2 separate regions of the Gossypium hirsutum genome follow, and region 2 is linked to region 1. Evidence: chromatin contacts called from public Hi-C data. All regions are on one chromosome and are shown on one strand. The core of a region is the stretch at or near the end of the contact, and the rest is flanking DNA. Distances in the headings are between cores, read along the strand shown. Region 1 has its middle 34 kb from the start of LOC121207798. Region 2 holds the start of LOC107918176 (dihydroneopterin aldolase 2).

The links. Hi-C and Micro-C count contacts between places; a contact is called where the count stands out from the background.
Region 2: a contact with region 1 is called in a Hi-C map of leaf, with 1.9 times the contacts expected there. The contact joins the promoter of LOC107918176 here to the enhancer-like site in region 1. A contact is called at or near these places in 10 of 34 Hi-C or Micro-C datasets (callus, hypocotyl, leaf and 1 more).

The regions. Positions count from the first base shown.
Region 1 is chrA01:48,616,777-48,620,630 of Gossypium_hirsutum_v2.1, forward strand. No RefSeq gene overlaps it. Among protein-coding and RNA genes, the nearest start is that of LOC121207798, 34 kb to the right of the region's middle. Within about 2 kb of position 2,170, at least 7 of the 9 cell types and tissues checked have an H3K27ac peak or open chromatin away from gene starts, as enhancers often do. A contact at or near this core is called in hypocotyl and leaf, where this site is marked.
Region 2 is chrA01:48,956,383-48,960,236 of Gossypium_hirsutum_v2.1, forward strand. LOC107918176 (dihydroneopterin aldolase 2) reads left to right here and starts at 2,025. Exons shown (of 3, transcript XR_005925782.1): 1 at 2,025-2,785; 2 at 2,870-3,146.

The DNA of each region.
Region 1 (3,854 bases), core at 920-3,419:
TTGGACATGGTCAAGACACCGGTGCCCCAAAATGGAGATTGACAGACACGAATAAGTGGCGGCCGTTGAGCTGATGAAGAAGCGATCTGTTAGTTGATAAAATGAAAATGATTGGTAGCGGTTGAAAGAAATGAGAAAGCCTGGGGTTTTTTTTAGGTTTATTAAACTCACCGTTTCACTAAAGTGGTGTGGGTCTTTTTTGTCAAGTTTTCTTTACTTGATTGTGGGCTTGTTGCTTTGGTTATATTATTATATATTTGGGTTATTTGCCAATGCTATACTTAATCTAGACTTATTCATGGTCAGGCCACTCGACTTGACCTGAATGCCTGCCCAAAATGTAAAAGGGTTTGAGTAAAATATAAGCCCGAAAAATAGGCTTGGACAAAAAAATAAGGTCTGTTTAAAAAATGGGTTGGGCCTCGGGTAAGGCATTTTTGCTCGGGCTCAGCCCGAATGCACTAAATGACAAAAAAAATATGTTTTTTAATATTATTTTCTTATTATTTTCTCCCTATTTTGCTACCATTTTACTATTATGTTGCTACTATTTTGTTGTTATTGTTTGGATATTTTATAAAACTTATTTTATTGTTAATTTTGTTATTATTTTAAAGATATTTGTTAATTTTGTTATTATTTTAGAGTCATTTGCTTGTTAAGTTGCATCTATTTTAGTGTTATTTAAGTATACATATTTTTTAAATTTTATTTTCAATTTATTGGGACATACTTATTTTGATGTTTTTAGTATTTTTGATGTATTATATATATTTTAAAATTATATAAAAATTAATATGGACAGGTCGAGTCGGGACCAAGTTTTAACATTTTTATTCGGGTCGGGTTGGATAAAATTTTAGGTCCATTTTTTGAACTCGGACCTAACAAACGAGTATAAATTTTTAGTTGAACCCGGCCCGGCCATGCACACCTCTAACTTAAACTACTATAAGTAACATTTTATTATTATATCAAGATAAATTTATACATTAAGACTTTAATGTTTATAAATATAGAGATTAGAGAAGCATAATAAAACATTCTCATTAATGAATAAAATATAAAATTCTCTTTTAACTCTTAAGTTCTGTTATCTACTCACTTTTATCTTTAATAACAACATTTAATTTGTAGAAAATTTAGCTTAAAATATTTTAATTAATTAAGATTAAATAATCAAGTGTTACTATTATTTTAATAAAATGATTGTGAATAAAAAAGTATTTTAATATAAAAAAATATATTTCTTATTGTTGTACCTTGTTGTATTTGTATCTTCGTTTCCTAAAAATTGTTGTCACTGTGTCCGTATTGTGTTATATTCATATTGCGTGTTCTTGCGAATCCCGTCCAGCTATAAAAATTCTGGTATTGTTAGACGGTTCAACAATTATAAATATTGATTACAGAAGTGATTGTACTTGCAGCTATAAATAGCTATTATTTGAATCAGTAAATTGTTTGTAATCAGTAAAAATATCAAAAATTAAAATAAAAATTTATTTTTAAATTAATTAAATCGATTTTATAAATTTAATATATATGTTTTTAATAATTATAGGACCGGTAATCAAATTGAAGTTTGTGTTAAGAGTAAAGAAACAACACAAAAGCCCAAAACCATGACCACACAAAAGTTGATATCATACGTACCAATAACAGTAATTATTAGTAATTAATTAATAATAAACTCAATATGATACAATACTCAATCACTCAAATGTACTCAATTCAGTGCTTCAAAAGCGCAACAAGGGAAACAATCAGAGAGAACATAACCGCAATTCCGGAAACCGCCGGCGAGAAAGCAGCTCCGGTATCCATTGACGGCGCAGGCGCCATTGCACTGTCCTGAGCTGATGCAGTGGTGGTGAGTGAGAGCACAACGGCAACAAACATGATCATAATGCCTTTAGAGAAGCAAAGCTCTGCCATTTCTTAAAACAAACGGAGCAAATATACAAATTTTTGCAAGAAAAAGAAATTACTCAAATTTTGTAAGCAATTGACATTTCAAGATGTGGGGGTTTCTTATATATATAATAGGAATTTAGATTTTGATAGATGAACTAAGAAATGAAGTGGAGCCAGCTTGTAGAACAGCTCAAAATAGTGGGCGGTAGGTGTTTGATGGAATGGTTCAAAGAATGTACGCCGACCAGTCTGAAGCAGACACGTTGCAAAGGTTAGGTGTTATTTCAAGGTTTGAAAAGGTTATTGTCGGTTCGCATGTTCAGTTCTAAGAATGTGAAACCATAACCAACACCATGTGCCGTGTGCGGCAACTAGGCCTCCTTAGAAGTAACTTTAGAGAAAAACAATTGAGAATTTTATAATATGGATGGATAATAGATAAATTAGGAAACTGGAATTTATTCCTGTGGTTGTTTCCTTAGGATCATTTGACTTGACAAATATTATGACTTAAGATAACGTGTAAATATAATGAAATTAATTAAGTTTAAAGACTTTTTTTTTTATAACTGAGGTAAAGATCAAAAATGCTATTAATTGATTTCATATTACCACTACAATTCCCTCAACATCAATTGAAATGTCTTAATTGCAAAAATAAAAAATTCATCTCTTAATACTTAACTTATATTTTAAAAATTAAATTTTTATTTTTTTAAGTAAAAATTCTAGTACAACCATTATCATTGTTGATAGTTTTTATTAAAATTTATCAACTTAACATGATATGAGAATAACTTAATCAATATTTAATATTGATAAATTTTACTTACAATGTTAATATTAAACTAGAATTTTTAATTTAAAATAGTTAAATAATTTAATTTTTAATTTCTTTTAAGTACAAAAATTAAATAAAAAAACTACTGAAAATATGAATGCAAAAGGAAACGGCTATAAACTTTATCTCTTTCTTATTTCCCAGGAAAAAACTTGAAAATTAAGATTTTCAAAATAGGGTAAATTACACTAAAAAATCAATAAATTTATATTTTAATCTCTTAATTAAAAAAAAAAACTAATAAAAATTTTTATTTAAATTATTGTACTATTAATTATTTTTTCTCAAGTCTAGCCGGTAAACATTGACATTAAGCAGGATTCAATGGTTGACACAATAAAACTGTGTACCCACAGAAGATTATATCACAAATGGTTTGAGGAGAAAGTTGCTTGTTTTTTATTCCTAAAATAGTGTAGAGGAAGAGGGGAAGATTGTCCTGCGATTTTAACATTACTGTGAAAACTATTTACCCTTCAACATAAACGTTTATATATCTTCCATTAATCCAACTTTGAAAGTTCATGGTCATTGTTCAGAAACGAGTCACCGACGCTTTTGACATGCCATTTTTCCAAAACCTCATTATTTATTAATATATACATTTTGTTGTTTAAGGCTAAAACAACCTTTGGATTCAATACTTAAATTACAACAAATTACTTTTTGTCAAAATTGTTCAAATTCACTGCCATAATGGAATCTTGCTTTTACTGCGCTAAATAACAATAATTTCTTTCACCTTGCAAAAAAATAAAAAAGATAAATCATAACGGAAGCATTTTATTCAAAAAATCAAGTTCATTACAATAAATTTAACGAAGAAAGAATGGTATCATAAATACATACATACATACATATATATATATATAAAAGAAAGCCACACAGAGAGGAGAGCCAAACAAGCCCTTCAATTTAATGCTTGAAGAAAGCAAGAAGGGAAACGATCAAAGAGAAGCCAATGGCGGCGGTAGAAACTCCGACTGAGAATCCAGCTCCAGCGTCTGGCGACGGTGACGGCGCCTCACTAACCTGCGCCGAGGCAACGGTTAGGATTGCCATTACAAAAGCCAATAAAAAAGCCTTCAACATGCTA
Region 2 (3,854 bases), core at 775-3,274, 340 kb after region 1:
TTTAGTTCCTAAAACTAAAATAACAATAACTTTTACATTTGAGCTTCGTTTTACAAACCTATTTCAATTTCATCCTTCTAAGACTCTCTACAGTCCATAATTATAGAAATTTCATATCAATTTTGTAATATTTTCATTTTAGTCTCTATACTCATAACTAACAAATTTCACTTTGAAATTTAGTCATTAATCATATCTAAGCTTACAATCAAATCATTTAATATCAAAAGCTTCAAGAACCATAATATTTCAAAAACTTTAGCAATTTTACGATTCAATACCTAAATTAACTAAATCAAATTTTCAAAACCTCAAAAACATAAAATTTACCAAAAACGTAACTCAAAATTACTTACATGCATAAGTCGAATGCTTGGAATATTTGAAGCTTTTTCCTCCCTCTTCAATGGTGATGAAACGGTGGAAGAAGATAAGAAGGAAGAAAATTCTCTTTCTTTCCACTTTTGTTTCTTTTGTTTATTATTATTAATTCTTAATTTTTAACCAATTTTCATAACAAAATAAGGCCAAAATTTATGTCTTAATCGCCCATGCCATAACATTAGGGTCTATTTGCCACATAAACCCTTGAACAATTTCTTTTTAAGCCATTTAATTACAAAATTTCAGTAATGATTAATTTTTATAATTTTTACGATTTAATCTTTATAACCTAATTAATTATTCAACCAATAAAATTTTCAGACTGAAAATCAATATAACATTATAATAAGCTCGTGAATATAAAATAATAATATTTATTGACTTGATCATCAAAAAACAGGATTCTAAAATTGTCATTTCTGGTATCATTAAAAATGAATTGGTACATTAAGAGCACAATTTATCTCTATAGAATGTAATTTCTTTGTCTTCATTCAGAGCTTTTTCTTGGAAAGCCACCACTTCTACCTTGAAACCATTCTGTAGTATAAGATTTCGGAAGTAGCGAATAAGTCATTTAGTGAATAGGTATATTATTTTTATTCCACCTAACGTCAAGAATTTTTTGAATTACGTTAAAAACCTTTGAGTGTCCAGTTATCAAGTCTTGATCTTCATGATAAAAAATTGTTTCTTTATTATTATTATTATTATTATTATTTTATCATTGAGTCTTAATTATCAAGTCTTACTTCCCTGAAAAATTCAATCATATACACTGTGTGAACTTTAACAGAAAATTAATTTTGTCCTATCATGTTTCACTAACTAATAAATCCATGAGTTTTCTTGCTTTCAGTTTAATGGGGTCTTTTTTTCCATTAACCCTAAACCCTTTCCAATCTAGGTCCAACATCGTTTTTCCAAAGCTTCTTTTGCTTTCAACCACAAAAATGTTAGAAGCAAATCTAGTTTCGGCTACCTTCAATAACATCACATTTGAATATCTATTGAAAATAGATTGTGACAAGTTATGGTCTAGGATAAAGTAGTTCACTTCACGCACCTCATCCGCCAAATCATTCACCCATCTGCATTCCGAATAGTGAGATGATTGATCAAAATACTCACAGATAGTTTTTAATGTCAAGTTCAAGCAATCAACAACTCAAGGAGTCCAAAAAATATGAGGAAATTTTTATTCAATTAACGTTCCTGTACTTTTGAAATCGGATAGATTTGCACGACATTTTGTGGTGTGATTTTTTCGATGCCCTGGATGAACAAGCTTGCTATATATTCCGCCATCTTTAATTTTGTCACTTGAATCAACAGCCATGATAAACATTGCACCACCCAAAGAAGCCGCCATTATGTTAATTAGAGGCCTTTGTTGAAGATCAGACCGGCCATTAGAACATATAGAAGTTCTTTTGCTCCATGTGTCTCGTATAGGTTCAAGAAGCCTATCAACAGATGCCCTCTCTTGAGTTCATAACGGCATCCGAAGTCGATCAAATGTAAGAGGTACATAGTTGGCTAAATTAGAATTTGCTAACTTTTGAGCCCAACTTCGAAATCAATGATATTTTACAAAATTGAAAGGTATGGGACTGGTGTAAAATGCTTGACCCCAATCCTTATCTGCTACATTGAAAACCAACTCCAAAGCTCCTTTCCTTTTCTTAGGCGGAACTAGATTAGACCGTTGGGGAAGTGACATGTAATATGTTTTCTATTTTGATGTTACGATTATATTTGCTTTCTTCCGTTCAGCACTTTCATGTTCTCTTCTAAGCTCTCGAAGTATTTCATTATTAACACCATTTTTTAACCCTAGTCATAGCTGTTGGCAATTGGCCCACTGTTATTTTGTCAAATAAATGGGCTGGATCTGCATTTAAAAAAAAAAAAAAAAACTCCCTCATTGACAAGAAAAACCCTAGGAACTAAAAGTAAACTCACGAGAAGATCTTCTTATCTCTTACTGCCGATTACCGTTGGGGGCTTTCCCCATCAGTTTTTCTTTTCTTTTCCTCCAGCAACTACTTTATCAGAGGTTGTAGACGATCGCCGACGCCGCTGCCACCGCCGTGTATCTTCTTCCTTTCTTTTTCCTTTCGATTTCGCCGGATCTGATCCGTGTCCAGTGTCGGATCGTGTCGAACTGTATAGTCCGGGTGCCGGAGGTGACGAGGATGGAAGGTATTGGAAATGGAATACCAACCGGGGACAAAATCATATTGAGGGGCTTGAAATTTCATGGTTTCCATGGAGTAAAGCCTGAAGAGAAAAAACTGGGTCAGAAGTTCTTGGTGGATGTAGATGCTTGGATGGATCTTCGGAAAGCCGGTGAATCTGACAACTTATCGGACACCCTTAGTTACACCGATATTTACCGGTGAGTAACCGAAAAGACATTGAATTGAATCTTTTAGCTTATGTTTTGGTTTTAATTAGAATTTTGGCGACTTTTATGTAATAGGATAGTGAAGGAAGTTGTGGAAGGGCCATCTCATGATCTTTTGGAATCAGTGGCTCAAATGATTGCATCAAAAACCTTCACAAATCACTCTCAAATATCTGCAGTTCGAGTAAAGGTTGGGAAGCCTCATGTTGCTGTTCATGGCTGTCTCGACTACCTTGGAGTTGAGATTATCAGATATAGAACCATCGATGCGCCTAACTGACCTGAATATATATCATCCTTTGAGCAGTCCGTCACGTGGATGTGGTAACAGATCATCTTTCATCCATGCTTGGTACCTCAGGTTTCTCATTCACTTAAATTAATGTATTTGTGTTTTTTCTTCTTCATGTTTGTTTATAGTGTAATGGAATGTGTCCGAGTTGTGACCGTATTGAAGTTCGATGCCTATGGTCGTATTTAATATCGTATTACTTTTTTTTTTTTAATTTATGAAATACTCCTTTTACATAAAAGAAAAGACTGTATATGAGTTATTTTTTTTTAGATATTACGGTGATTTTTATATGAATATATTGACAATATAGATTGTTAAAATATCAATTTTTTTTTCAATTATCTCTATCTATAATGGGAATATGAAATTGGTATCAACAATATGATATCTCCATGATCTATTTAAGACTTGAATTTTATTGTTACTAGAATATGCCCTCACTTCGCTTCGGGTAAATGAAGTAAAATTTAGATTAATTTGTAATATATGTAACAAATTATATGGAACACAAAACAATTTAAAACATGAAAAAAGTATATAAAATAATTAAAACACGGGGTATCATGAAAAGTTCATGACACAAATATTAAGCTTATTAAAATCTATGTAAGGTGAAATAAGGAATATATGGAAACACTCACGTATGATAATATTTGGGTGCAAATCTTAAGATATGTTTCAAATTTAAAAGGAGTATGTATCCTGAGTTATATGTATAGCTATTAACTACTTAGGGAACTATACCTTATAAATAAACTTATAAAT